Regions from separate parts of the Mus musculus genome. Here regions 2, 3 and 4 are each linked to region 1. The links are chromatin contacts, called in public Hi-C and promoter capture Hi-C maps. All regions are on one chromosome and are shown on one strand. The core of a region is the stretch at or near the end of the contact, and the rest is flanking DNA. Distances in the headings are between cores, read along the strand shown.

What was found. Promoter capture Hi-C pulls out the DNA fragments that hold promoters and counts their contacts. Hi-C and Micro-C count contacts between places; a contact is called where the count stands out from the background.
Region 2: a contact with region 1 is called in a Hi-C map of nephron progenitors, with 4 times the contacts expected there. The contact joins the promoter of Fzd1 here to the promoter of Gatad1 in region 1. A contact is called at or near these places in 9 of 39 promoter capture datasets (the 3T3-L1 cell line, 3T3-L1-derived adipocytes, embryonic stem cells and 4 more), 1 of 484 Hi-C or Micro-C datasets (nephron progenitors) and 1 of 115 datasets of contacts at active chromatin or transcription factors (astrocytes).
Region 3: a promoter capture Hi-C map of the 3T3-L1 cell line shows a contact between it and region 1, with 5 times the contacts expected there. The contact joins the enhancer-like site here to the promoter of Gatad1 in region 1. A contact is called at or near these places in 6 of 39 promoter capture datasets (the 3T3-L1 cell line, the C10 cell line, cranial neural crest and 2 more) and 1 of 115 datasets of contacts at active chromatin or transcription factors (differentiating embryonic stem cells).
Region 4: a promoter capture Hi-C map of liver shows a contact between it and region 1, with 2.9 times the contacts expected there. The contact joins the enhancer-like site here to the promoter of Gatad1 in region 1. A contact is called at or near these places in 4 of 39 promoter capture datasets (the 3T3-L1 cell line, hippocampal neurons, liver and 1 more) and 1 of 115 datasets of contacts at active chromatin or transcription factors (astrocytes).

Annotation. Positions count from the first base shown.
Region 1 is chr5:3,642,787-3,650,412 of GRCm38.p6, reverse strand. Gatad1 (GATA zinc finger domain containing 1) reads left to right here and starts at 2,477. Exons shown (of 5, transcript NM_026033.2): 1 at 2,477-3,033; 2 at 3,504-3,629; 3 at 5,473-5,532; 4 at 6,672-6,855. The coding sequence starts at 2,794.
Region 2 is chr5:4,754,121-4,761,881 of GRCm38.p6, reverse strand. Fzd1 (frizzled class receptor 1) reads left to right here and starts at 3,666. Exons shown (of 1, transcript NM_021457.3): 1 at 3,666-7,761. The coding sequence starts at 4,302. The coding sequence ends at 6,230.
Region 3 is chr5:4,888,941-4,896,240 of GRCm38.p6, reverse strand. It overlaps Cdk14 (cyclin-dependent kinase 14), which reads left to right. Exons shown (of 15, transcript NM_011074.3): 13 at 2,074-2,213; 14 at 7,261-7,300. Among named protein-coding and RNA genes, the nearest start is that of Fzd1, 130 kb to the right of the region's middle. Within about 2 kb of position 2,155, at least 20 of the 459 cell types and tissues checked have an H3K27ac peak or open chromatin away from gene starts, as enhancers often do.
Region 4 is chr5:4,954,023-4,961,575 of GRCm38.p6, reverse strand. All of the region lies in intron 10 of Cdk14 (cyclin-dependent kinase 14), which reads left to right. Among named protein-coding and RNA genes, the nearest start is that of Fzd1, 200 kb to the right of the region's middle. Within about 2 kb of position 1,750, at least 15 of the 459 cell types and tissues checked have an H3K27ac peak or open chromatin away from gene starts, as enhancers often do. A contact at or near this core is called in liver, where this site is marked.

The DNA.
Region 1 (7,626 bases), core at 1,228-3,727:
GGCTGGTAGTCTTGGGTTTTATAAGAGAGCAGGCTGAGCAAGCCAGGAGAAGCAAGGCAATAAAGAACATCCCTCCATGGCTTCTGCATCAGCTCCTGCTTTCTGACCTGCTTGAGTTCCAGTCCTGACTTCCTTTGGTGATGAACAGCAGTATGGAAGTGTAAGCCGAATAAACCCTTTCCTCCCCAACTTGCTTCTTGGTCATGATGTTTGTGCAGGAATAGAAACCCTGACTAAGACAGACTGGCTCTCCCTCTCCCCCTCTCTCTCTTCCCTCTCCCCCCTCTCTCTTATAGTCGATAAAACAACTTATCCCCCTCCCCCTTCCCTTCTCCCTCTTGCTCCAGCCAGGTCTAGGAGCAAGGAGCAAGGCCCATGTTTTTTTTTTTTTTTTTTACTGGTTTCTCATTACAGATGGTTGTGAGCCACCATGTGGTTGCTGGGATTTGAACTCATGACCTCCAGAAAAGCAGTCAGTGCTCTTAACCACTGAGCCATCTCACCAGACCCTCCAAGGACTTTCTAAAATTCTGTACTGGATGCTCAGCATCAACCCTGTGTCTCCAAATCATGTAGATATCCACATCTTATCACTTGTTTCTGAGAAAACACAAGCCATAACTTCACTTTTTAAATGACACAGTTGTGTTAGATGAGGTGGCTCCCACCTGCAGTCTCCACAATTAGGAGGCTGAGGATGGAATCGCTGCTGGCTTGCAGTCTGGACTACATAGTGTGTGTCAGAGCAGCATGGGATGGAGTAAGATCCTGTTTCAAAGAAGTTAAAACGTGGCCAGGGAGATAGTTGAGTCTGTAATGTGCTTGGGGGTCTGAGTTCCCAGCATCTATGTAAAAGGTCACACATGGACGTTAGGACCTGGGGAACTTGGACGGGGGGTTTCTGGGGCTTGCTGGTTAAACCAGTCTAGGTTAATTGGTAAGCTGCAAGTTCAGGAAAAAAACTGTTTAAAAAAAAAAAAGGTAGAAAGTGATTGAGGGAGACCCCTAATGTCCAACCTCTAGCCTCCACACATGTGCTTATCTGCACACACACGCGCATGTGTCCTTAGACACATATACAGGCACATATGATCATGTATACACATGCCACATATAGATAAAACTCCACTGAGCATACAGTTGTTCAATTAAAGAAATATTTATTTACCTGTAACCAGTACTTAGGAATTCCTTCATTCCTTGGGCTAGTTTCCCTGGGAGCTTTAGACTTCAACGAACATAGCCAATGTTCAGGCTTAATTCTCTCAAATAATACACATCTCCTTTCCAGGTGAAAGTGTATTGTATCTGCTTTGCTAATGGTCCTCCCAGAGAACTACTAGTTTTGCAGTGATTTAAATCCAGGTTGAAATGTGTCCAGTTCCTCGAACCAAAGTTCACAGAAAACGATAAATTCTTCCAGCAATCACCCCTAGTTAAAGCAGTGTTCAATGCAGTCTCCAGGAATCTTCTTTGGGAGCCTTTATGCTAATATACTTTATTTTAAACGTTAGGAAGGTATAATGTATTGCTTGTTCTTTATGCAAATAAGTGATGTGAAGCCATATAAGATACAAATATCCCAGCTCTGAACCCAACTGTGTAATACAAAACTGTAACGTTTTAATTATAGTATAACTCATGAGAAATAATTGATAGGAATTCTTCTGCACATTGCTCATTTCTAACCCAACTAACTCATAAACCCCTCACGTTCAGTATTCAGTGCACAGCACTGTTACATTGACCCAGGTAAAATAAATCATTGACTAATAAATTAATCTCATCCAGTCCACACTGGTGTTTCTGCTGTTTTCTGTCTGAATGTTCTTATTATATGAATTTCTTAGACCCTCAATTCTTTTTTTGGGGGGGAGGGGGCTCGAGAGCACTTTATTCTAATGTTAAGTAGTATGCCAAGCAAGAATGTTAAATTAAGTTTCACAGTGTAGGTGCTAATACTGGATCTAGTCTTAGCTGTCTTTCCAGCCCTAACACACCTAGCTTTTTACGTGAGTACTGGGGGTCAAACTCAGGCCATAAGCTTGTGCCAGAAGAACTTTACCATCAGGTCACCTCCCTAGCCTCCAAAGTCAAATTAATTAATTAAGACTTTTAAAAGGGTCTTGATCAATAAGGCTACATTTATCAAATGAAAACACAGGATAAGTATGAGTATCATATAACTACTATTACATGGGCCACTCTCACTAGTCATTTGAAATTCACTTTTAACGGGAAATTTTACATCCATTCCCCCCCCCCAGCCCCCCCCCCCCCCAGCCAGTTGTAAACTCAGAAGAGTGACAGGCAATGGTAAGTCTGGCAGGGCCACTTCCGGCCAGTAGGCGGGGTTTCCGGAGCCCCAAAGCCTAGGTCAGGCACACTGGTTCACTCGGCCCCGCCCCGCCCCGCCCCGGGAGCTCCGCCCATCGCCGGAAGCCCCGGTGGGCGGAGGCAGGGTCGTGGTCGCCCTGGGGACCCCGGCGGCGGCGGCGGCCGCCCCGGATAGCGTCCCCTAGGGCGGAGCTGGCTTTCCCGGGAGGCCGCGCCGAGTATCGGGCCTGCGTGCCCCGCGGGCGGCCCAGCTCCAGGGCTGGGTCCCGGGCTGCGGGAGCCCGCTTCCCGCCTCCAGGGGTCAGCGGTGGCCGCTGGGTCCCGGCGCGGGCGGCCCAGCACCTCCGACCTTGCTCTTCCAGTCGCCGAGGTGGCCGGCCGACCCCTGGGCGGCCCGTGCAGACGGCCGCCATTCCCGTGTCGCTGCGCCCGCGGGGGCCGCCCGAGCCGGCCAGCATGCCGCTGGGCCTGAAGCCCACCTGCAGCATGTGCAAGACTACGTCGTCCTCCATGTGGAAGAAGAGTCCACAGGGCGAGATCCTCTGCCATCACTGCACGGGCCGGGGCGGCGGCGGCGCGGGAGTGGCGGGCGGGACCGGGGGCGGTGGCGGCGGCGGCGGTGGCTTCGGCACCACCACCTTCGCCACCACCTCGGCCGGTCCTTCGCAGAGCAACGGGGGCGGCGGCGGCAAGCAGGTGAGCCCTCGGCCTCTCCCTCCTCGGGAGAAGGGCTTCCTGCCGTAGACCGGGCGGTGCGGGACGCACCGGGGCAGCCGGACGAGGCCATTTGCTTGTAGGTCGAGGACCTCTTGCCCATCAAGTCCTTGTCACGTTAATAAATTAGTAGGTCGCTAAAAATGTCAGCATTAGAATTCTGTTCTGAGATATGCAGGAAACTTGGGGGGGGGCGTAAAATAGATCAGTTCAGCAAACGAATAATAAATAGTTCCTGCCTTGTCCTCCCCCCACTTCTGTCCTCTTCCCGCTTGAAAGCAGCGCCATCTCTTGGGAGGCCCTACAGAGTTTAACATCTCAGCCCTCGGTCTTTTAAGTTTTTTGTTTTTAATTTCTTTTAACAAAGTGTATTATCCTCTGATCTTTGTGAGGTTATTGTATTGGCTTTTCTTCTGCAGTTTTAATTTCCTTTTCTCTAAATTGTGTAACAGAGTAAGCAAGAAATTCACAGAAGGTCGGCCCGGCTCAGAAATACCAAATACAAATCGGCTCCAGCTGCTGAAAAGAAAGTTTCCACGAAAGGAAAAGGGAGAAGACATATTTTTAAGTTAAAAAATGTAAGATGGTTGTGGACATTGTGCTTCCTAATGGGACACTGTGGGTGTGGTGGGCCTTCCCACGGCTGGTGTACCTCTCAGGTGCACTTAGGCCGTATTCTGGAGGGAAGGCAAGGTTTCCCAAAAGACAGCTCTCCTGGAAGAAATTGGCAGTTTTTGACATTAGAAAAGCAGTTTCTCAGTTTTTTTTTCTTCAGCTTTTATTTTTCTCATCTGAAAGATATAAAATATGAATCTAGAGGAATGTTCTATAATTTAGCACAGTGTATCTGTATGCAAAGAGAAATTATGGTTTTTTTTTTATAAATTGGTTAAATTTGTTCATTGACAATTTAATGAAGTTATGACTCTTGATACATAGTTAATTAAGAAAAATTTGTTGCTGGGCAGTGATGGTGTTAACCTTTAATTCCTGTACTCAGAAGGCAGGTACAGGCAGATCTCTTGAGTTTGAAGCCAGCCTGATCTACAAAATGAGTTTTAGAACAGCCATGGCTACACAGAGAAACCCTGTCTTGAAAAACAGAAGGAAAGGAAAAAAAAAAAAAAAAAGAACAAAACTTTTTTATGTCTTTTAAAGAACGAGGCAAATAACATAATTCATCAGTACCTTGTTTGTTATGATAGACCCAGAAAAAAATATCTATTGGTTCATGATGAGTTTGGTGATTATGAATGCAAAACTTTTTCTAAAGCTGATGTATGAAGATTGTTTAATGCCTGCTGTGGTAAGGGTTTTTTGTTTTGTTTTGTTTTATTTGTACATTTGGGACAGTGAAGGATATTGTAGATGTTTTTGTTTATCTCAGCTTGGTTGTTACTTTTGGAACAAAAATACCTCACTTGCCAGTAAACACCTTTCTAAAGTAGGCATACTCATTTGTAAAACGGGCCCAGGAGAAGTGTCATAAAGATAGTAGACTCTTGTTTAAAGATTTATTTGTATTTCTTGTGTCTGAGTGTTTTGCTGCATGTGTGCACCAGGTACCCTCAGAGGCTAGCAGAGGCACTGGCTCCCTAGGTATTGGAGTTACAGACAATTAGAAGCTGCCAGTGAATGCTGCGGGCTGAACCTGGGTCCTCCGAAAGAGCAAGTGCTCTCAAATGCAGAGCCTTCTCCCAGGCCTAATTGTTCCCTCTTAATTTCTTTTTACATGTGTTTTTAATTGTGTACATAAGAGTGCTGGTGCATATGCCGGGTACATTATGTGGAGGTCAGATCAGAGGACAGATTTCAGGAGCCTTGGTTCCCAGTGTCAACTCAGGCTGTTAGGCTTGCGTGGCGAGTTCAGACTGTGTTCTATTCAGTTACTTCATTATCAATTTCTCTGCATATCCATTCTTGGGAGAATGGCACAAAGTCAGGAAAGGCCATTTTTACGTTGTGATAAGCTTTGTGTTGCAGCTCTAAAAAGGGATTTTAATGGTGGTACAATGTGGCAAATTACTAAGAACCCTAAAGAGTTCAGGCTTGCAACAAAATTATATTTATCTGTATATTTTTTATAATTTCCATCTGGCCATGCTCAGTCTTTTAGAGCCACTGTATTTCTATACTTGGACTATTAATGTCTACTGGAGTGCTAGAGAGCTTTGTGTTGTGTTAGCTCCTAGCAGCATAATCAGAAACTTCACCTTTTGTTTTTCTGCGCTTTTAAGTTACTGGTAGCAAAAATTGTGGAAATATTCACCTGCTTCACATTCTGTGTGTGTGTGTGTTGTGTAGTTTCTGTCACCAAATAGTATTTTGTTCTTTTCAAATTAGATAGTTCTCATGTAGATGGTAAAATGGCCATACATACTATATAGGTACTCAAATGTTTTTGCGTCTGTTTTTTTGTAGCCTATCAAAGCGCCTGAATCTGTTTCTACCATAGTCACTGCAGAGTCAATCTTCTACAAGGTAAGCCTCTGGAGTCACTTCGAAAGGGCAGCTGGGCCTTGAACTCAGAGATCTGGGATTAAAGGCATGCACCACCACTGCCGATTTATGGAAGTTTTACATGTCATAAAGATGAACTATTACGAATATTCAAAAGTGAGATTTTTCCATCTCGGGATCCAGGGAGGAGGACCTGGGATGGATATCAGAAGCATAGGGAGAAACAGTACTGGAATCAGACAGCTTAGTTAATTTGATATAAATAGAACAAGAATGAGTATGTCATTCTGTTGTTGAGAAGATGTAAAGCAGAAGACCGGGGAGGAGACGGTTGTCAAGGAGTCTGGGAAATGTGGTAACATCCTGAATGCTGCCTATAATAGAAAAAGGTTTCAATGTTTCTTTTGAACTTACCATATCTATTCTCTTTGAATAAACAACTGGAAAAGGGCAGTGTTTAGAATCTAGTCTCACCAAGCACATGCTGGTTTTTTTATTTTTATTTCTAAGGTGGTATATAGTGAGACCACTGAGGCAGTTACTGTAGGTGTGTAGTTTAGAGTTGCTTCCTTGTGTGGACCTGAGCAACACGTCATTTAACTTTCTCCAGCTTAATGGCTGTTAACACAAAGTAGGGACAGTGTAGAGGGTTTTTAGGCCAGTGGACCTACTGGGTGATCTGATCACCGTGGATCCATGGTGTACATGCCCCAAGCCCCCAGATTATAGAGCACCAAGATTACTCAGTTAATTGATGATGCTTGAGTCATCATGATGTGGCGTGTAGGTTCAGCAGTCACCGTGAGTGTTTGACTCTGACAGTGGGAGACGCGGATAGGAGAGGATGCTGTATATGTGCCAGGTAAAGGAACTAAGGAAAATCCCGTCTACTTCCCATGATCTTATTGTGAATTCAAAACTATTCTTAAAAATGAAGTCTTTTCTTTTAAAGGTAGAGATAGTACTTTCATGATATAAAAAAATCTTTTCTCCAGTTGTAAATTGTCATATATTGGTATTATGTAATTGTTCTTCATTCAGAAGGGAAACAAACAACATTGATATTCAGACTTTTTTTTTTTTTACTATTTTGAAATTTTGCTTGCTGATGAATGTAGGCTGTTACTATTTTAAATACAAGATTGTCCTGTTTCCCCCAGGGAGTATATTACCAAATTGGTGACGTTGTTTCTGTGATTGATGAGCAAGATGGGAAGCCGTACTATGCTCAGATCAGGGGCTTTATTCAGGACCAGTACTGTGAGAAGAGTGCCGCGCTGACATGGCTCATTCCTACCCTCGCCAGTCCCAGAGACCAGTTTGATCCTGCATCATATATAATAGGTGAAGCCCAGCATCTTAGATTTACTTCATTCTTCAGTGCATTATGAATGAATGTGCCAGTCTGTGTGAGCTGTCAAAGAGCAAAGTGTCAGAGACTGGGGGCTTGAGCAATAGACTGTTCTCAAGGTCGGAAGTCAGATCTGGGTGCTGTGACGATGGCCATGTGTGAGGGCTTGCTTCCTGGCTTACAGATGGCTGGGTTTTTGCTGTGTCTCCCATGGTCTTTTTTTCTCTGTGTGCACACTGAAAGAGAGTACTCCATTGTCTCTTATAAGGACACCAGTCTCACCATTTAGGGGTCCACTATGTTTTTCAATTAAAATGCAATTATATTTTCTCCTTTTCTTCCTGTGATCCTCTTTGTGTACCCTACCCCATTCTTTTCCAAATTTATGGTTCCACTTCTTTTATTGTTAATTGTTTTATTATTGTATATATTACTGTATATTCTTAAATATGTAAATACAAGTTACTGCGTCCATTTAATGTTACTTTATGCATACAATTTCAGGGTTGACCACTTGGTAATAGATAACCAGCTTGGGGATAGGGGCCTTCTTAGTTACTGTTCTGTTGCGATCAGAAAACACCATGACCAATTTCCTCTCAGTGTTTCTTAGTTGCCTGTAGTTCTTTATCTGAAATTGAGGGAGCCCACTCTTTTGCTTTTATTTGACCATGATTACCTGCCTAATGGTCCCTTTCCCAGCACATAACATAAAATATAGACCATCCGTATGTGAAGTGAGGCTAGAACAAAGTTCAATCCAG
Region 2 (7,761 bases), core at 2,417-4,916, 1.1 Mb before region 1:
TCCAAGCCTGTCACCCAAAAGCAACAACAAAACAAATCCTTAAACATGAGTCCCCTGAGTGGTCTCCAAGCTTGAGTCCTCACGTAGGAAACTGTATGCAACCGAACCCAGATCTCAACCACTAGTAACTTACTGTCCTCATTCAAGTGGCATAATCATTTGACAACTTTCATACTATTTAAGAAAGTTCTGATAAAAACATTTTGCTTTGGAATAAAAAGAATATTTTAGCTGATTCTGATGCTTGACAAATCAATAAGCAATAGTAAGGAGAAATCAAATTATGTTTATTATTTTATGTTGGATAAATTGAGTTGTGTTACTACCAAGTGGATAACAGTTCATACTAACTTAGTAAATACTTTTTTTTATTTGTTTGTTTTTCAAGATAGAGTTTCTCCTTGTAACCCTGGCTGTCTTGCAACTCTCTCTGAAGACCAGGCTGGCTTCAAACTCACAGAGATCCACCTGCCTCTGCCTCCTGAGTGCTAGGATTAAAGGTGCGCACCACCACTACCTGGCTTAATTTAATAACTTTTAATCTGTGAATCTCAAGGTTTTACACATCCTCAGAAAATGATGTCTTAGATACAGTGCTCAGGTTTCTTCTCTGATTATTCTTCCTCCTGCTGCCTATAACACCACCCCAATGGACTTTTTTGATAATGTGAGTTGGTGCTGGTGGTCATGGTGCACCACTTACTGGTTGATTGTTTTCTTTAAGTGTTTAATATATTTATTTTACTTTAGTAACATTTTCTGTGTCACATCTGCTTAATAAATGAAATGCTGTATTGGCACAACAAATAAAGAGGAAATCTACTTTAATGGACTTAATATTGAAAGACAACTGTCAGAAAATGATTTCTTTTCAAATTTTACATGGTCTTTTCAATGTGATCTATTTAGGGAAAGAATCTATAGGAAACTGGCTTTAAAAATAATGCCAAGAATTATAGTTACATGAAACACTACAGCAACTGATGAAACCCAAGCCAAACAAGCCATGAACCCGAAGCATGCATCTCCCTTAATGTATCTAAACCTAGTGCTCTCCATTTTGAGCTGGAGAAAAACCTAGTTTCTAGATGGTATGTTTGGCTTGATGGCAGCCTCGGGTTCCAGGTATAATAAGAACTGCCTGTTTTCCCTGCCGAGAAAAAGCCTTGCTTGCCATTCTCAGCCTCCTTTCTAGCAAATCTCATCACTAGGTGGGAGATGAAAGTTCTGAAAATTCATTAGGACAGCTTCTGAAACAGAACGAAGTTCCTCACTCTGAAGCAGAACCGAGCCTTCTATACCATTCTGTCCTTTGCCCTGTCCCTTTGAGGAGAAGGTGAGGCTGACATTGGTGGTAAATGCTCGGTGATGCTTCTTGGATGTTAATACATTAGAATAAATCCACTTCTCACCTAGCATGGTCAGCTAAAGGACCTTCAGAGAATGACGCTTGAGACACATAAGTCTTTATAAGAGATGTCTAAGAAGAGAGAGGTGGCTTAGTAAAGAGCCTAAGAGATGAATAAATATCAGCGTGGACGGTGTGACACGTTGTCCCTGGGAGCCTATGGACAGCAGGATGCTATTGGGAAGGTAAGATGAACAATTAGTATGAGTGTTCAAAAAACCCCAGAGAGGATCTCACCTCCTGTCTACCATCAAAATGTGTCACGAGTTACATTCAGCGCAGCACAGTAACAAATATTTGTTACTCGATTGTAGTTACTACCTGTTGGTCTTAAAAACTGCTAGTAATTAATTTTTTTTCTTCAAAAATACTTTAAAGCAAGCTAGACATAGTGGTGTGTACCTGAGGTCCCAGCTACTCAAAAGGTTGAGGCAGGGGGACAGTAATGTTTACACGAAGACTCAAAACACGCTTTACCGTGAACATTACAGCTTCTATGAACATTAAAAAATATAATGATAATGTATCTAGGAGACAAGTACCTGCCATTCTGATTTAATAGGTATTGGTATGACTGCAGGTTCCCTCGGACACCAACGAGCTTCACGGGGCCTGCCCGGATGTAGACAAGCCTCATCTTGAGTGGTGATCTGTACAGTGTATCGGAATGTTGATGTTTCTCCACGCGAGCCTGAGTCCTGCTCCCTCTTTCAGTCGCCCTGGAACCACTTCCCGCTTCTGTGGGGGAAAGCCACCTGCACTAGCTATCTATTGTTTGAACAGTTTGGTTCATGATATTTTGTACCAGCTAAAGAGCCCTTTCTTTCCTGTCATGACCAGGGCATGTTCTCCTTGCCTGCCCCTCAGAAACTTGAGGGGTTTGTTTGTTTGTTGCCTTTTTGTTTTGTTTTCTGTTTTGTGCTTTTCTCTTTTGCATTTTGCATCTATTTCTCCGATGACCCCTCCCATTCCTCATCTCCCGTGTTAGCAGGTCATTTACTTCCCTTGCGTCCCTTTTGAGAATGGGTGGGCACTGCCATCACTGGTGACGTTCCTGTGCCCACTGTACTATGCCCTCCTTTAAATATGTGCCAGGGCTTCCTCTGTGCTCCCTACCTCCTGAGACAGTGCTCACTGTATCATGGATGCTTGGTAAATATCTAATGAAAAGTGAATCTGTATAAAAGAAGATAGAAAATAATTCGGGAACAGTCTCGTGAGATAATATCTAATGAAAAGTGAATCTGTATAAAAGAAGATAGAAAATAATTCGGGAACAGTCTCGTGAGATAAGTCTAATCGAAGGGGGGGGGGACTCTTGATAGAATTAATAAAACATAATAGCACTTTATTGATAAATCCGACTCACACAAGTTCTTGAAAATAAACTTGCAAGAACAAGCATGTGTGTCTGCTGAGGTTGATTATCCTGGTTTGAGTCGACTGACTGACTGTGCTTGGTCTTTCAGACTCACTTTGGTCATGTGTTTTGTCCTTCAAACTAATAGCTTCAGCTTTGACTACTTCCACTGAGGAGGAACTTAAATGACCCAGGCCTCAGAAGTTCCCAACAGACCCTGCAGGGTCCCCAGTGTTTAGAAGCGGCCCTCAAATGGTCCCAGATTGATCCTCCTGTCTGGATGTATGGCTCCCGTGTCTCACGCTGGAGCACCCAATGCGTTGGTTCTCAAGCCGGTTTTCCTCCAGCATTTAATGAATAGCTTCTGTTTTCCTTTACTTCTGTTTCTGATACCATTAAAGAGAAGGGGGAAAGTTTGACTACACGACGCATACTACTCACAGGAGCATCTGGGTTTACAATTTACATCCCACCAAACTTTGCGTTTTGCTTTCATTTGACAGCGATCGGGGGAAATGGCGCGTCCAAAGTCCACCAAGGCCAGTCTGTGAGCTCCACGGTTTATTGGAGTCATAGTTTAAACAAAACCTCGACAGACTTAAATTCAAAGGAAACCCGACTCTCAAGTCAGGGGCACGCAATCAGAACGCAGCACTCAAAGTAGCAGTCTGTGACCAGAGAGTCGAGGGTAGGATTATAAAATATGAAGACAGATAAAAAGCAAGACAGAGCTAAATCCCCGCGGCCAGCCGACTCCTATTCATTATCTCCTGCCGCATATGGGACCATTCTCTTACTTGTCCTCGCCCTTTCTTCTGCAAAAGCAAAAGCGACCTAGCCTGTCCGGCTTCATAGCTACTCTTTGTGCCGGAGCGGAGTCTCTGCCACCGCCACCACTACTTCCTCCACCTCCTCCGGTCTGCTGCGGGCTCCAGTCCGGGCTCGGAGGGAAAGGGCTCCCTTTGCGCTGTGAAGCGGGTGCTGCGATTGGGCGACGGTCCCTGAGCCGCCAGCTCCGCGTCGGTTTCAAGGCTCCTCCCTCCCGGTGAAAGACAGACTGGGGGGCGCCTAGAAACCCGTTGGAGGGCGCGCGAGGGAGAGCAGAGGCTGCGAGTTGAGGGATTGACACAAATGGTCAGGCGGCGGCGGAGAAGGAGGAGGCGGAGGCGCAGGGGGGACCCAGGGCGGCTAGGCTGCCGAGAGTTGGGCGCTCCTCTGCCCGGCTGCGACCACTAACGCGGCGCCGCCTGACAAGAGCCACAGCCTGCCGCGGGCCAGGGAAGAGGGACGCGACCCCGGCGCGCCTGGACCACTCTTGCTCTCCTCGCCGCCCGCGCTTCATGAACCGCAAGTTTCCGCGGCGGCGGCGGCGGCTGCGGGACGCGGAGCAGAATCCCGGGGAGCGGGCAGAGAGCGGCCGCACCCCGACGGAGGGCACGGGCGACCAGCTCTCCCGGATCACAGTGGGAGCCACCACCCGCCGCGCCGCTGCCCGTCCCAGTCAATCCGCGCCGAGGAGGGAGCCGAAAAAGTATGGCTGAGGAGGCGGCGCCTAGCGAGTCCCGGGCCGCCGGCCGGCTGAGCTTGGAACTTTGTGCCGAAGCACTCCCGGGCCGGCGGGAGGAGGTGGGGCACGAGGACACGGCCAGCCACCGCCGCCCCCGGGCTGATCCCCGGCGTTGGGCTAGCGGGCTGCTGCTGCTGCTTTGGTTGCTGGAGGCTCCTCTGCTTTTGGGGGTCCGAGCGCAGGCGGCGGGCCAGGTATCCGGGCCGGGCCAGCAAGCCCCGCCGCCGCCCCAGCCCCAGCAGAGCGGGCAGCAGTACAACGGCGAACGGGGCATCTCCATCCCGGACCACGGCTACTGCCAGCCCATCTCCATCCCGCTGTGCACGGACATCGCGTACAACCAGACCATCATGCCCAACCTGCTGGGCCACACGAATCAGGAGGACGCCGGTCTGGAGGTGCACCAGTTCTACCCTCTGGTGAAGGTGCAGTGCTCCGCCGAGCTCAAGTTCTTCCTGTGCTCCATGTACGCGCCTGTGTGCACCGTACTGGAGCAGGCGCTACCGCCCTGCCGCTCCCTGTGCGAGCGCGCACGCCAGGGCTGCGAGGCGCTCATGAACAAGTTCGGCTTCCAGTGGCCAGACACACTCAAGTGCGAGAAGTTCCCGGTGCACGGCGCAGGAGAGCTGTGCGTGGGCCAGAACACGTCCGACAAAGGCACCCCAACTCCCTCCTTGCTACCAGAGTTCTGGACCAGTAATCCGCAGCACGGCGGCGGTGGTTACCGCGGCGGCTACCCGGGGGGTGCCGGGACGGTGGAGCGGGGAAAGTTCTCCTGCCCGCGCGCCCTCAGGGTGCCCTCCTACCTCAACTACCACTTTCTGGGGGAGAAGGACTGCGGCGCACCCTGCGAACCCACCAAGGTTTACGGGCTCATGTACTTCGGGCCAGAGGAGCTGCGCTTCTCGCGCACCTGGATAGGCATCTGGTCCGTGCTGTGCTGCGCCTCCACGCTCTTCACGGTGCTCACGTACCTAGTGGACATGCGGCGCTTCAGCTACCCGGAACGGCCCATCATTTTCCTGTCCGGCTGTTACACAGCGGTGGCGGTGGCCTACATCGCTGGCTTTCTGTTGGAGGACCGGGTGGTGTGCAACGACAAGTTTGCAGAGGACGGGGCGCGCACGGTGGCGCAGGGCACTAAGAAAGAAGGCTGCACTATACTCTTTATGATGCTCTACTTCTTCAGCATGGCCAGCTCCATCTGGTGGGTGATCCTGTCCCTCACCTGGTTCCTGGCAGCCGGCATGAAGTGGGGCCACGAAGCCATCGAGGCCAACTCACAGTATTTCCATTTAGCCGCCTGGGCTGTGCCAGCCATCAAAACTATAACCATCTTGGCGTTGGGCCAGGTGGATGGCGACGTACTGAGCGGAGTGTGTTTTGTGGGGCTCAACAACGTGGACGCACTGCGTGGCTTTGTGCTGGCGCCTCTCTTCGTTTATCTGTTCATTGGCACTTCTTTCCTGCTGGCCGGTTTCGTGTCACTCTTCCGCATCCGCACCATCATGAAGCATGACGGCACCAAGACAGAGAAGCTGGAGAAGCTCATGGTGCGCATCGGAGTCTTCAGTGTCCTCTACACTGTGCCGGCCACCATCGTCATCGCCTGCTACTTCTATGAACAGGCCTTTCGGGACCAGTGGGAGCGCAGCTGGGTGGCCCAGAGCTGCAAGAGTTATGCCATCCCTTGCCCTCACCTCCAGGGAGGTGGAGGAGTCCCACCACACCCGCCCATGAGCCCAGACTTTACAGTCTTCATGATCAAGTATCTCATGACGCTGATTGTGGGCATCACATCGGGCTTCTGGATCTGGTCCGGCAAGACACTGAATTCCTGGAGGAAGTTCTACACGAGGCTTACCAACAGCAAACAGGGGGAGACTACCGTCTGAAACCCAGACTCTTACCTTACCCTTTTTTGGCCTGATCCTAGCCATCGCCTGGAAGCTGGCCCCAAGGAATTCCTGCCAAGCCTGGCCACTCCAGGCTTCCTCGCCAGCCACTGACTTTTGCAGGCCCCTTTCCCAACAAACAGCACAGGTTCTGCAAAAGCTTCCGTCCCTGGGGTAAAGGAACGAGAGGGCCCAACTGATCGAGGTGTATGTGTATGTGCGTGTGGACCGATCTCTCTAGCCCTCTCTGATACCAGGATTGTACGCTTTTATGATTGTAAATAGCCTGTGTAAGATTTTTGTACGTATATTTGTATTTAAAGACTATCGAACACGCAGTTTTTTTTTCTTTTTAAAAATGTTTAATTATTTAGGGCAATTTACGTATTTGGAGCTTTTCTCACTTGCCCTTTTCTGCAGATTGCAGAGGAGGTAAAACAGAGCACACTTGACTAAGTGCTTTGCCCTGTGCCCTCATCTTTGTCAAGGGAGCATGGGCCTGCCTCTCCAGGGTCATTTCCTTCAGCATCTCCCGCCCCTCCCCTTCCTTGCTTGCAGTGGGAAATTTTAAGGTGCAGAACTCTGTAAAGCTTCCAGATCCCGAGGTGGGCCCCGCCCATTCCAGATCCTCCCCTTTTCAGCGGTAGAGTGTGGATGGCTGTCCCTGTGACTTCCTGATGCTGCTTATTTGAGATCCACCTTCCAGCTTTATTAGAGGACCCCAGTATGGGCTCTGCCAGTTGACCCAGCCTCCCTGTACCCCGGTGTCCCTTGCCCAGTGTCTTTCTCCTTGCACCTAAGTTGTTCAGAGGGAGTGCAGTAACCGACCGATAGCGAACTTTGGAGAGTCTGACTTTTTATGGATGAGCTCATTTTTACTCTCTAGTATCTGGAACTTGCTCTGGGTCTGGTCATCATCATGGAAAGAGCAGCAAGCTTTGTGGGTTGGGAGAGGCTAAAGAGAGAGGTTATAAAACATTAGTTCTAATTGCATTCTGATGTCTGGCAACCTACTTTCTTCCCCCTGTGATGCTGCCTGCTTCTAGATTTTACCCTTCTATGAAATGCAGACCTCGAGGTTGCCTGGGAAGCTTGGTGAAGGAATGGTTTACCTTCCTTAACAGGATAGTAGAACATACACAGAGTATGGAAACCTAAGGAGATTTCAGTGAAGTGGAGTTACTCCAAGTGAAACGCTGTTTTCTGGTTTTAGCCAAACTGCAATTAGATGTGTCTTTGCAATCTAAAAGTTGTACACAATCAACAATACACTTTGCTTACTCCTCAGCAGCACATTCTGAGGGAGAAACAGTCACACCCCCGCAGAAAGCCTGGTTGGACTTCCGAAGACAGAGGCGGTGGACTGACGGATGGGTGAGAGAGACAAACACGACCTAGGCATGCATGCTGAAGGGGAAGTGTGTCCATTCCTACTGCATCCCATCTTGTGTGCTCCTGTCTGGATTTACGGCAGTGTGTCAAATGTAAATCTCTCAAAGCCATTTAAAAATACTCACTTTAGTTATGGATG
Region 3 (7,300 bases), core at 906-3,405, 1.2 Mb before region 1:
AGTAAGCCGTGTTTCCAGTGCTGCACATAGCTCTCCTAAGTGGAGGGACTGCAGATACATGAGGTTCACCCATCTTATCTCTTAGATGAGAAAATTAAGATCAGAAAAAGAAAATGTGTTAAGCCAGACATGGAAACTCATGTCTCATGTAACCTCAGCACTTCAGGAAGCTGAGGCAGGAGGATGATCATGAGTTCAAAACCTACCTTGACTATCTAGTAAAAAATAAACCTGCCTTGACTGAAAATGAGATCTTATATCAAAAAACCAAAGAGAAAAAGAAGTGGTACTCATTGCTCTGTATTACAAATGTTCGCATGTTTATGGTCACGAATTTAGTGCTGGATATGGGCATACCAAATATTCTAATTACCAGTTTCTTTAAGTACCTAAAGTATAGTAACGTAGAGTTTGGGGTGATTGGCAGCATTTTTTCTTTTTAAAATAAATGGTATTTATTTAATTTGTACAAAATTGTGTCAGGTCCCAAACTCAAATCTGATTGCAGTCTGGTTCGAATGCTCTATTTTATCAAAATGATATAAAATTGATAGGGATGGGATGTTCACTATGTAATTTATAAACAGCACCTTCAGTGTAATTATGCCTTTACTGTGAAGTCTGTCTATTTCAAACTTGAGTTTTAGAGCTGTTAATGACAAATTTGTAAGCATGAGAGGTCTTGAGACAGGAAGGGATAGTGTTGGTGACCTAGACCCCTCTGTAAGGGAGAGAAGAAGGGCTTTGAAAACGACTCCTTTTCCTGTGGACAGATGTCTCTTAGACAAAGACACTTAAAGCCAGTCCTGGGATCTGTCTGTAAATGAAAGAGACAAGTGAAGCAAACATCCATTGCAGCAATGGATCCATCCATTCATGACACCTTGTGATGGGAAGATGTAAAGCTCCACTTTTGTGTCTGCCTGAGTGCATCGGCTCCTTTCCCCTTCCACAGCCCCCTCCTAGAAGCCTTCCCTTCCCACTACAAAAATGTGAGAGTGTGGAGTTGGAGGCTGAGGCTAATGGTGTGCTTAGCACCTTCAAGGCTTTTGAAATTACTGGCGGAGCAGCTTGGCCCCAAGCCCCAGCCCTGTCTGGCTGCCTCTGGGAGTTGGTAGAGTTAACACTGCTTGCAGAAACAGAGATGTGTGGGTAAACGCCTTTGGAGAACATGGATTGCCTCAATGAGCATTCCACTGCCATTCCCTACCTATTTTCTATACCACCAAATGGGGGTAATTCCCTGGTTGGACTCTTATAGAGGGGGTGCCATTCATCAGTGTTGTGTTAATTTTCCATGTCTGATTGCTCTGACCAGCGGAATAGTTTCCATGAAAAGCAAAACTGGGAAGACCAGGCATGGCTGCCACCCAATGGAAAGCTGATACCACATCAAAGGGTTTGCTTCTATCCGTTTCTCCTATAATCTTGCGACACATACCCTCTATCTACTGTTGTTTTAAAGGTCATCTTGAATTGATTGAGCCCCGTATCATTTAAGCATATCTGTTTGTTAACCTGGATGCCGGTATCAGAATGGCTGGCATTTGGCAGGACAGTTGCTTCGGTATTTTTATTTTATTATTATTTAAGGCAAGAAAATATAAATTCTTTGAGGGAAAGTAATTTTAGTAACCGGAGAATTTAATAACTTAATAACAGCTCTATTTTAATTCCCCTAGTTATTCGGTATTAATTTCCTATAAATGCATCCATATGTGTATGCCATACAAAGAGTCCATGAATGAATGCTGGCAACTATTTGATAAACTGTCATCTATAATTTTCTACTTCTGAACTTACTTTCATCCATTCTGAAATAATCAGTACTTTGCTTACAGTCAAAATATTTTAAGTCAACAATCCTTAGCATATCTAGAGAAAAGGACATTTTAGGATAACACACAGTGGAAGGGTGCATGTGCCTTCAGTTTGTTTATTTCAGCAGGTAATTTAAGTTGTTTCCCTGGCCAGACATAAACTGAAGTACATAAGATGTGGCATGAGCCTTAAGTCGTACTTAGTGACTGTCTCCTTCGGTCTGATGTTTTCTCTGTTTTTGCTTGTTTTCAGGCTCAGCTATGTAAATCATGCTGAAGACTTGGCCTCCAAGCTTCTCCAGTGTTCCCCAAAGAACAGGCTATCAGCACAGGCCGCCTTGAGCCATGAGTATTTCAGCGATCTGCCTCCACGGCTATGGGAGCTGACTGATAGTGAGTAGGACTCCAGCATCCAATCGGAGCCCTTGGTCATCAATGTGTAGTATGCATGTAGATAGATGGGCTCATTCATGTTGCATAAACATAAGGTTGTGTGTTTGTGTGTATGCATTCTGTGTGGGTGGGTGTGTGTGTGAGAGAGAGATGAGAGAGAGAGAGAGAGAGAGAGAGAGAGAGGAAGAGAGAGAGAGGAAAAGAGAGGAGAGAGAGAGAGAGAGAGAGAGAGAGAGAGGATTCAATCGCTCAAGCCAGAAGGGGAATTGTGTGTATATATATTTATTGGAGTCCTGCCATTCAATTGCTAGCTTACCAGACACAGAAAGAAAATGGATTCATTTTTTGCTATCTCTCCTCTGCAGTCGGCAGCTGCGCGTCTTTGTATTTGATTATGTGTGTGTCCAAAAAAATGATCTGAGCAGTCATAAAGGAAAATATGATTTACATATTTAGTGCTTTCTGCATACAGTACTATTTTAACTGGCTGCAGTACACAGAGGAAAAATGATTCATTTCTGTTTGATTTTCAGAGACCATCTTGGTTGTAACAATAACCTTCAAAAGCACTGCTAGGCAGTGAACTGAGGACCCGAACTGGCAATTGGCAAATACACTGAATTGACATGTAAGAGCTGAAGACATGGAATTCATTTTAGCTACACATGTTCTTGGTATTTGTACAGACAGCTCTTCTCTAGATCTTTTTAAAACAAAACACATTCCTGGGTGGGTTTTTGTTTTGTTTTTACAAAAGTACTCATATTTACACAGGCTTTTTCAATTACATTTAAAGTATTTGGGGAAGGATTTATGGCTGGGAGGATCTCAGCTTTCTTCCCAAGTGTGAAGCAGAATTCTTGTGAAATTTTGAAAAACATTGTGGCAGCAGTAGGAATATTTTTATTCAGTGGTGATATGTTCCAAAGACCCGTTAGAGATATTTCATATTTCCTGATTGCCTTAAAAATAGCATACGGCATAGATAGATAAATATTTATAAGGCATTTATTAATTCTTATGCATACATCACTTATAGTAGACAGGAAGTTACTTCCTTTGTCTCTGGAATTTATGACTCCCCTGCAGCATTGGATTCTCCATAGCAACAGTCAGCCACCCTTTCTTTGGATCCAAATCCTAAGTAACAACTCCCCTGAGTCTTCTTAACCTAACTTTTCTTTTTCTATCTCACACTTACGTGTGCTTCTTGCCCCTCCCCGCCAAGGTAGCTATGGGTGTATTAACCTGATGCTTTCCTTATGCATTCAAACCCTCATTAATATCTTAAGCATTCCCAGCCTATATTTCCTTTATCATCTATCTTACTTCCTTTCTAAAGGTCGATCCTTGATTATAACAGTGATTCCAAACTTTAAAGGAAAGTACAAGACTTAAATTTATAGGGGAGAGGAAAAAAAAAAAGGAACGGATCATACCTCTCCCTGTGCTGGAAAAGACGAAAGGGAGGCAGGGCCCACTGTGTTACAGCCCGCTGCAATCAAAAACGGGGCTTGTTTTCCCTATGCAGTGTAGCTTCCACCTTGACCTCCTTGGCGACAGCTCAATGCTATCTGACTTGATGATGGAGTTTAAGCCAGGATTTTGAGAGTCTGCGAATTCCCAATTCTGTAGTAGTACTTCCCTGTTAATATGGACTTATTACCCATTTGCCACTTAGTTTATCAGCCAGTGGTTAAATCCAGTTGCTATAAGGGAGTAAATGCCTACACATTATCACCGAGCAGCAGCCTGCCAACCGAGACAGCCCCGTCCCTGTCATTAACAAGCACAATGTATGCAGAACACCAGAGGGGAATTAAAACCACAAAAAATACCTCAGGGTGGTATTTTTAATATGAGAATTTAATTTGTAATTTCACAGATTAAGAATTTTGGCTGCATTAATCCCTTTATCAGCTCACAGCAGGCTATTTGCAGAAGCATAACCATAAGACGATATTCATTGGCAGAAACACGTCTCTGCAGAACGTTAAACATCATGAGCAGCGAAACCTTTTGAAGGGGGGAGAATAAAGATGAAAAATCATTATATTTTTAAAGCAAGATCCTACTAAATGCCTCCAGTAACAATTTTGAGTTACAGAAATGCTATTTCTGTGTCGGGAAGATAATCATTATGAAGGGTAAATCGATTCGCAGAAAGGACAATCCCAGCACTAAATACTACAGTCATTTCCATTTAGAACAACGTGGCTGCCCTTGTAAACATGTTTTCAAAACAAAGAATCCCCAGACTCATGTGACTTTGGGAATTAGTTCCTTAAAGTGAATGAAGGGCTCGTGTTACTCTTGTCTGAGTATTAGGCTGACAGTACTTGTAAATTCTTGACATTCTTCATATTAAACTTCAGATGAGCGTAGATTTTTTTTTTTTTTGTAAAGTTCACTGTCTGGTAAATGACAGAATGTGTGACACTTCAGAACCTTTCCATCTTCCAGTTCAAGGGTGTCTGGGGGAGGGTGCACCTGTCACAGCAATACTGCAGAACCAAGGAAGGGATGTTGTCTGCAGCCAGCTCAGAACGGATGCCTCACCAGTTCCAAGATCCAGGCTGTCTTGGTCAGCTCACATTGTCCTAAGGAAATAGCATGGCACGGGGAGGCTAAAACAACAGATATTTATTCTCACAGTTCCAGGGGAGGAGAGTTCAGGACGAAAGTGCTGCCTGGTTCTGTTCCTGGTAAGGGCCGTCCTCATGACTCCCAGGCGCCCCTTTGCTTGCTCTTACAGGACACAGAGAATATTTCTCATTTTTACATGGCTACTAATCCCATCATAAGGACCACTCCCTTCCTGAGACCATCTACATTTTATCACCTTCCTAGTCAGGCCCTCTAGGCCCATATAGTCCACATGGACATGAGAATGAATGGGGCCAGTTGGACCTCTTAGGGAAGTGACCACCACGGAGCAGATAATACAGTTGATAGGGCTGATCTGGATTGAGCAGGAACCATGGTAGGAAGTATAGAAATAGAAGCATTCATGGCTAGCCAAGCCCTGAGAGTGGTACAGGCAAAGTCAGCATACATTTCAAAATGGCCACGGATGCACCGTAGATCTGTGAATGTTTATTGTAGTTATGTAATAAGAAAATTTAGAAGCAAAGTATTAGTGTCATCAGAGCAGGAAATAGAATAAGTGCATCAAGCAAAAGTAATTATAGGATTAGGTAGGGAACTCTGTGGCAGCCAGGCTGACCAGGGATGGTGACAGTGTCAATCTCCTGTCCCCAAATCCAAACAGCCTTGCTCTATTCCTTCATAAGGATTTAATTGCAGGGAAATAAATAGTGGGTTGATTTAGAAGAAATTCATTAGTTTCGCCAAGCACACCACAGGGCATTCTCTGTGTATACTATCAAGTTACATAAATAATTGAAGCTGAACTATCCCTGTCGAAGTAAATGAACAAAATACAGTTCACAGCGCAGAGGCCTTGATTTCATTACATTCATTTGCTAATTCACAAAACTCAAATCTCCTCAAAGAAGGCCAGCAAATTGGTCCGGTGTGGAGAGCAATGAGCTGGGAATCACACGCCCTAGCTACAAGCTCAGCCCCACAGGTCCTGGCCAGGCAACTGTGGCCATGTGCCTTGGTCCCTCTGTGCTCCCAACTCCTCATTCAGAGAGCAAGCTGAAGAAGGCATGGAAGACCCACAGGACCTTTCTAGAGCTAGTGCTTATAGTCTCGACTGCATTGTCCTGTATAATACTCTAACAGCACGATGCTATTATGTAGTGTTGTGCTATCTTTTTATGAATATGGCAAGCACACCTATTTTTTTATTACTGAATTTATTTAATTTGACCCAGGGTTGCACTATATGTAGACTAGACTGATCTTGAACTCACAGCACTCCCTGCCTGCAGAGCTCTGCCTTCCTAATGCTGGAATTTAAAGCTTGCATCACCCTGCTGGCCAGTTGAACAGCTCTGCCCTTTCCTTTCCAGGTTCCACCTTGAGTGTCTTCTGTGTAGGTGGTGATAACCCCTGTGATGCTATTTCAACCCCTCTGTCTCTGGGGCTTCCCCAGCTTTTAGCTAGATCTGTCCGTGGAATTAGTCACATTTATCTGGCACCTTTTCCTATTAACACATCCTTCCCTTGGTTCCCCATGTAGGATTCTTTCATGGTTTGACTTTTACCTCCTGCAATGTTGCTTTGCAACCTCTCTGATCTGCCAGGCAGGCTAAGGAATGCCGTTGAGTTCCCAATGTATTCATTCTCCTTAGACCTTTCTATCTGGTTCATTCCCTAGAGCTGAGTGATGGCATCCAGCCTCAAGATTTAAATATTATCCACACACTGACACTGACTCCAAAGGTCCCTAGCTCGCAGACTCTCATATTCAAGCAACTACTTAGCCTCTCCTCTTAGCCCTCTGTAAGACACTGAAAAGCTGGGACTGCTAGAATCAAACTCACGATCTATTCACTGCAACCAGCTCCTTCTGAAACTTCCCAAATGTTAGAATCAAAAAGTACTTCTCTCAGGCTCGGGAAAGATGGCTCAGTGGTTAAGATCACTGACTGCTCTTCCAGAGGTCCTAAGTTCAATTCCAAGCAACCACATAGTGGGTCACAATCATCTGATATAGAATCAGATGCCCTCTTCTGATGTGTCTGAAAACGATGACAGAGTACTCACGTATGTAACATAAGTAAATCTTTTCAAAAGGGACGTCTCTCATAAATTATTTTTTAAAAAATGGCAAAGACTTGTCTCCGAATCCAAGTGTATCATTCTAAGATCAGCAAAACAGGAGCCGTGGCTCTACCTCATGCAAATGTGTATGTGTGTACATGTACGTGTGTGTGTGTGTGTGTGTGTGTGTGTGTGTGTATACATGTGTAAGTGCATATAGCTGTGTGTGCACCTTTGACCACTTGGCATTTCAAAACCGACCCTTACCACAGCGTTTCACATGCTGTAAATCCAGAGAGAATCACAGTCCTCTTTAAATAAAGTGTCAACATGTGTATAAATATGTAAACGGAATATCGCATTCTCTCCTCAGTGTCTTCTATTTTTACCGTCCCAAATGTGAGATTGCAACC
Region 4 (7,553 bases), core at 501-3,000, 1.3 Mb before region 1:
ATGTTCAGTGTGGATACCAAGTGCAAGCATCAGGGGCTCAGCATGGGCTTTTGTTTTTAGTGTAGCTTATGTCTCTTTCCATCATGGAGCACTGAGTAGAGCATGAGGCCTGGCCTTTACGCGTATTGTCGCCAGCTTCCGCTGCACTGGGTGGACAGTTGTTTCTGCTTTGCTAAATATTAAGCACCCTCACCACTTTGGGGGGCATTTGTGATTTAAGCTAGGGTCTTGTGCATGCTGAGTGCATACTGCACACCCTGAGCTATATCCCCAGCCCACCAACCTCCTCTGCTCTGTTCATCTAAAAGTGTAAAACAGCTCTGTAGTGACATTTTTTGAGAATTCTGGGATTTTGGTTTCTTTTGAAAATACAGAAATATTATAAGAATGTGCTTTTGTTTTAATCCCTGGTGTAGGGGTGTGGGGCTGCTTCGTTATCCACAGCAGCTGACTATGACTTGCCCAGTGCGCTAACAGAAGTGTGGTCTTGACAACTGCAGATAATTTTCTGCAGTTGTGTAACCTTTGGAATTCTGGGAAGTTTCCAGAAGATGCATAGATGCTAGGCTCCCGAGATGCAGGGGAGGTGGTAGTTGGTCATTAAGGGAGGTTGGTTGAGGCTTGTTAGTAGCCATAGCCAAAGAAAAACCAAAGAAATAAGTTAGATGCAGGGCTTTCTTTTTATTCTATCCTTGTTTCTCTCCTATCTAGTATTAGGGAGTGAAACCGAGGGGATAAAGGGTGGAAAAAAGAAGAACCCACAAAGTAGCAAAGGCCAGCTACACAATTCCTCTATTTCCACGTCAAGTCACTGATGAAATGCTGAAGAGGGGGCTGGTGTGTATATATGGGTACACTTACACGATACATACCCGCCCAGACACATTTTCATATATGTGTGTGCTGAAAGGGAAAGAATGACAAAGGGGATTCCTGGAGACTTCCCGGTCCTCTGGGAGCCAGGAAGTTCAGCTCTTGAGACCAAGACCGTTGTCTTCCTTGCCAAGTGATCTGCTCTTGAACTGAGCCACTTTGTAGCTCAGCAGCCTTTCCCTGTGCTTCTCGGGGGCAGCAAGGTGCATCAGGGAATAACAACCAACTACGCTAAAGGTGACATACACTGCGCAAGTTACAGTGCAGCTCCTTGCCACTGCATTCAGAAAGAGGGCCCATTGCATTTGCAGTTTGTGTAAAATATAATCAATGAATTTCTCACGGGATGAACTTTGTCATGTTTAGAGTAATTTCATAGGAATTCTTGGCTTCACCTAGTCCCCTATGTAAAGGGACAGCCTTAGTGGTCCTGTCCTGCATTTCACGTGGCGATGACACTCAGGCGATGGAAGGTGGATGCTCTTTGTGGACAAGTGTGGACACGTACTAAACCTTCTTCCCTGGAGCCCTGTACGCAGCCTTTCTCTTCAGTCACCTGGCTGTCCGGTTTTTAGAAGGAAACGAGAGCATTCGTTTCTGTTCTTTAGGAGTACAGAGTTAAATAGCATGGGAAACACACACCTTGTACAGCCTTTATTTTGAAGGCGACTGAGTTCAGTCATGGGCTCCTCCTGATACCAGTTCAAGTCTATGTAGTTTATTCAATAGATATTTAGTGCCCACTTTATGCCGTAGACTTGATAGGCAAAAGAAATAGAAAGTAAAAGAGAAAACAAACAAAGAAATCAGAGTGCAAAGTAAACACTTGCTAAAATTTAATCTGTGGCAGTTGCTATGAAGCTGTGGTGTTGCGTATGACAGGAATCCTGCCCTGGTGCACAGGTCGTGGGACTTGACCTGAGAACAAGGTTTCAACACAGGACTGAAAAATTAATTAGCAGCTAATTACATGGAGAGGGCACAGATGTCCAGACTTCAGAACTGCATGTGGGAACATTGTGTGGCTAACGGGAGAATGTGCCAGATGCAGGCACTGAAGGACCAGTGGGAGAGTATGAAGGGACAAGAATGTGTAAACAATTAGATAAGCGGAGAAGGGGGTTCTGCAGGCCTCAGCCAGCAGCTTAAGTGTGTCAGGGGAGACGGGGTTTGGCCACAGTGTGAAGCTTTTGACTCACAGAGTAACAGTTGATCAAGTCTGATTTTCAAAAGACCAGTTAGGAGTGTGGATGTATAACTTGAAATAAGGTAAGGATGATGACACATAGGTTCCGGGGAGATCCTGGGCTTAGCGAGTAAGTGGGTGTCAAGAGAAGGAGAAAAATGAATATATTTAAGACCATACAGGGACACTAAAATCATAACGTATAATGAAAGTAACATTAATGTGATTGAGATGTGTATAAAAATAGCAAGCAAAGAAGTTTAAAACAGTGTAGAGACTCCTGTCCCATCTTTATATGCATTTGCTCTGCTCTGGGGGCAGTCCTGAGGAGTCCCCAGTCACCTCCTCTATGTGTGCAGGGTAGAACCAAATATGCTCCTTCCTAGCATTTTGTCCTGAAAGCCACCTACCCTGTAGTTCCTTTCTAGGGGTATCTCACTATTGATGGACTCAGTATTGCTCTCCCCTCCTCCACCAACACAGCCCCTCAATCAGCTTTTCTGTCTCTGTATCTGAGATCTCTGCTGTATGTAGCATGGCCTCTCTCAGTGGCTTAATATTTTCCTTTCAATAAACTCCTTTCAAGTAATTTTGCTTGTTCATATGACTTCAAAAAACCAGAGATCCCTTAAGCATTCCCATAATAGAAAACAAGGTAAAATGAAACCAATGAAAATACGTAAGGGGTACGTAATATTAAGTTTGATCTTACCCACCCCGGATCCTGAACCTAAGTCCTACTTCCCTTAAGGGAGTGAGAGCCGAGTGCCTGGGAGGTCGTAAAAACAAACACCCAGATGAGATGAAGCTTTTCTTCTTGATATTCTCAAAAGAATGGAAAGATAACCAAAGAAGGGACTAACGTTTTTATGAAGGTGATAGGTATCATGCCATGTTCTCTTTGCCAGCTAAAGCAGTTTGTAGTTGGGGTTCACATCTCCCATTGTGGGAGAGCTGCTCTAGACCACATATATCTTCCTGCCATTAACACTGGAAACAAGTTGGGGGTTAGACTCAGGAAGTGCCCAACGGGTGAGAGTTGATCAAACCTGAGGGCCTGGGCCTGAGTTCCAATCCCAGGTATCCACGTAAAACAGGCGTGGTCACGTATGACAGCGCTGAGAGTAAGCAGTAAAAGGAGGCATCTGGCAAGTGCGGACTGAACGGGGCGGCATTAGCTACTTCTGGTGCTTATCATGCAGACCTTGTACTCACCAGGTAAGAGCCCCTCCCTCAGCCTCCTCCTGGGACCACCTTATTTATCTCCCAGTTTCAGGCCTACCATGTCCACATGAGGCTCCAGGAGTTTGATGAGGCACAAATCTGGTGTCGTCATACCTCCACATTTATTGTTTATCAGAGAAAGCCACGCCAGCATTCAGTGTGGCTCGATTTATTGCATGCATGGTGTCATGGTTACTGAGCTATGGCTGTAAAGAGACACCATGAACAAGGCCACTCATATAAAAGAAAGCATTTAATGGGGGTGGGGGAGGGGCTTGCTTACAGTTTTACAGGTTAGTCCGTGATTACCATGGTGTGAGGCAGAAAGGCGCAATGTTACATCAGTAGCCGAGGGTTTTATATCCAATTTATGGGCAGCAAGCAGAGAGAGAGAGAGAGAGAGAGAGAGAGAGAGAGAGAGAGAGAGAGAGAGAGAGAGAGAGAGAGAGAGAGAGAAAGAAGAAGAAGAAGAAGAAGAAGAAGAAGAAGAAGAAGAAGAAGAAGAAGAAGAAGAAGAAGAAGAAGAGAAGAGAAGAGAAGAGAAGAGAAGAGAAGAGAAGAGAAGAGAAGAGAAGAGAAGAGAAGAGAGAGGAGGAAGGAGGAGGAGGAGGAGGAGGAGGAGGAAGAGGAAGAGGAAGAGGAAGAGGAAGAGGAAGAGGAAGAGACAGACAGATTGGGTTTGAGGTGGGCTTACTAAGGGCTCCTGTAGTGACACACACCTTCACCATCAAGGCCACATCTTTCTCAAACAGTCCATCAACAGAGGACCAAGCTTTCAAACCTAGGAGCCCATGGAAGCCCTGCGCTTCAAACCACTACAGGCAGCGTAGTAATTACTTGTTTTGTTGTTATGACAAATACCTGACATAAACACCTTTGGAAAGAGACTATTAACCGTGGCGTCCTGAGCTTGAGGTGGCTGGTCACACTGCATCCTCAGTCAGAAAGCAGACAGCTATGGTTTCTGGTACCCAGCTTTCTTCTTATGCAACCAGAACTCCAGCCCAGGGAGTGGTGCCTTCCCACCTATTTATAGCGGGTCTTCCCACCTCACATAACCTCATGATAAGGCATTGCCTCACGGACATGCTAAGAAACTCGTCTCAAGGTAATTCTAGAGTCTGCCAAGTTGAAAATAAAAGCCAACAGGAATAAGTGAGAGGGCATAATTCAGGTGTTAGGATGTACTGTGTGTGATTCAAAGCTAAAGAGGTGGAAATCTATCTAATAAAGAGTGAGAGATGTTTCCACTTCATCCTATCACCCCCTCCAGTGCAAACAGACATTGTTGTTTTTAACCTGAGTTTTTAAATAGACATTCTTATGACTGCTTAAGAACTTAGATAAATAGAAAATGGTTCTCTTAGATTCTTTTATCACGCTGACTAAAATACCTGTCGGAGTAACTTAAGGAAAGAAAGATTTATGTTGGCTCGCTGTTGCATGTACTTTTCAAAAACATGCTTGCTCCAGGTAGGCTGTGGGAACAGCAGCCACCCTCCAGCTGTGTACTCAGCGACCACTGGCTAGCTAACAAGTTTCCCATAAACACTGGATTGCTCTCCACCAACCATCCACCCCCTCGGCTGGCTCCAACGACTGCCAATGACCACCCCACGGCCACACCTTCTCTCTTGCCCATCTGAATCATCTCAGGGAAAACACGAATCTTAATATTTTAAAATCAGCCAGATAACACTATTGTCCTAAACTCATCAGCTATTCTACATTAGAATTCATCTGGTGGAGGAGGCCACCACAGGTTCTAATGGCTTCCAGACCTACATGGTGTCTGACTTCTCCTTCCACAGCCTGGCCCAAAAGCCCTTTCTCTTATCTTGTTTTCTCCTCTTCTTCCTGGGAGCTGGAAAACCCACCTCTGTATCTTTTTCCAGCGATTGGCTTCTGCCATCTTTATTGACCCAATCGAACAGTTAGGGCACCTCCCCCCACAGCTCGCTGTCGTAGAGGTGGTTGAGAAGGCATGGCAGCAGGAACAGTATCATCCTTAGGGGAGGAAGTGTGAGAAGAAGTGCTCATCGCACTTTGGTGGCTTACTGGGACTCAGAGATCTAGGTTACAGCTAAATGCCAGGCTCCGTTTCCCAAGGTTTCCATAACCTTACACTATAGCACCACCAGCTGGAGACCGAGGCCGTAGGGAAGTTCCAAATTCAAACCATAAGAGTAACTATTTGATTTAAGCATGTAGCCTACATTTTCAGAGACTTCCATCAGAAATTTACATTCAGTACTTTTTTTCTGTCCCAGGCCAACTTTGGCTTTGTGCTACTTGCATTTTTCTCCTTCATAGCTTAGCCCATCTTGTAACTATCTTTCTACACACACACACACACACACACACACACACGCACACGCACACGCACACGCACACGCGTGCGCTCTCGGGATTTTCTTCTCACCACACTCCTGGAGGCCAGCAGATTGCTGAGCCTTTCTTCTCATCTTTCATCTTCTCCATCCACAGCATACCCCGTGTGCAGTTCTAAGCAGCATGAGGTGTTCTGAATCTCCACGAGATCATTATTCTAGACAGAGAGTACACTGTCCAGACAAGCATTTTAAAGGATCAGCTTTCTGTGGCTTTTCACAGACTTCACCATCTTGCCCAGAGTGTGGTGTATGATGGCCCTATAGTTTTGCTGAGTCAGGACTTCCCACTGAGGAGCCAGTGGGACCAACAAAGCAGTATTATTTTAGAGATGTTTTAAGATTCAGATGAAAATGAGTTATTCAGTTTTCTATTTGTTTAGGTTCACAGCTACACGAGTCATCAGTCTATAAGTCCCACTGTGTGGTGTCTGTTCACAGCTAGCTTACAGTCATCAGTCTATAAGTCCCACTATGTGGAGTATGTGTGCAGCTTACAGTTATCAGCTCCACTATGATCATTCACATAAAGCCTGGAAACATGAAGCAAGTACCCAGCATTTGTCTCCCTCCATGAGTTCCTGCCTGTGTGAGCCAGTTTTATACACACCCCGTAGGCCAGAAGCACCCTGTGCTAGAGTTTCTGTTAGAGACTTCTAGGACATCTCAAGCTAAAGAAGACTCTGGCAGTCCTTATTCTCCTGAAGCCCTGGTGTCCTTGATGGAGAAGGCCCTGAGCTCCATGTTAATAGATCCAAGGCTCATGCAACCCCAAGGCTGCAAAACCATGAGCGTTCTTGTAAGTGTTTATCGTTTGGGGGAACAAATGTTGCAAGGAAATGCTAATTCTTGAACTTTGAGCTCAAGTTATTTTCTTCTCTTATTGTAAAACAGATATTTCTACAGAGGTTCTGACCCCTGACAGCAGAGGTGCCAGGTTGGTGCTGTAGTGTCTGGGCCTATCCCAAAAAAGCAAATGTACAATCATTGCCTGTGAGTCATCAACATCGGGAGCACAGAGCTCACTGATAAAGATGGGTCCTTTCTTATTTGTCTTAACTGATGCCAAACACTCCAGTGAATCCCAGACACACAGTTCCGGCATATGTGGGAACGTAGGTGAGTGAGGCCATTTTGTAGCTTGTATTTGACATTTGCTTCAATTACCACATATATGCCAAGGAGTTTCAAGTATTTCTTCCCGTCTGAAATTCTTCCCCACATCCCATATCTGATTGCATTGTCCTGAACACAACCTTCTCTTGACCTGAAGGCACTCCTAACATTTAACAGGCTCAAAGCTAAATCCATTGCCCTCCAGTATAAACTTCTTTTATCTCTTGCATTCTTGATTTATGCTCTTAGCTTCTTGTTAGAATAGGAATTCGCTTTTAACCAGCTAGATAAACATTTTTGTATCATGACTCACTATATGCATAGTTATAACTTGCTTCAAAAAACACTGTTGTGTTTTACTATTGATTGCTCTCTGATATATACCATATCTCTTTTAAAATAATGGCTGGCATATATCTCCCTATTGATTTATTCATTTACCCCACCATTTGGCCAAGTGTTATACAGTGTTATAATAGCTGAGGAACTTGCTTTGCACTCTGCCTTGAGAGACTATTTCAATTCTCAAAGTAAAAGTTACAGTCTCAAAGTGCACTATAGCACTGCAGCAGATAAATGCAGCCTTTTTTGATTCATTATCAGATGCTATCCTCCTCAGTCTGAGGCTAGCCTTCAGTCAGAACTTCATTATATCATCCAGACACACCATCCATCTATCTTTCCATCCAGTCAGTTAATCAACATTTTCTGACTCTGTATACAGTACCAGGCATATTGGGAGCACTAAGAGTGAAGGGTAAGCA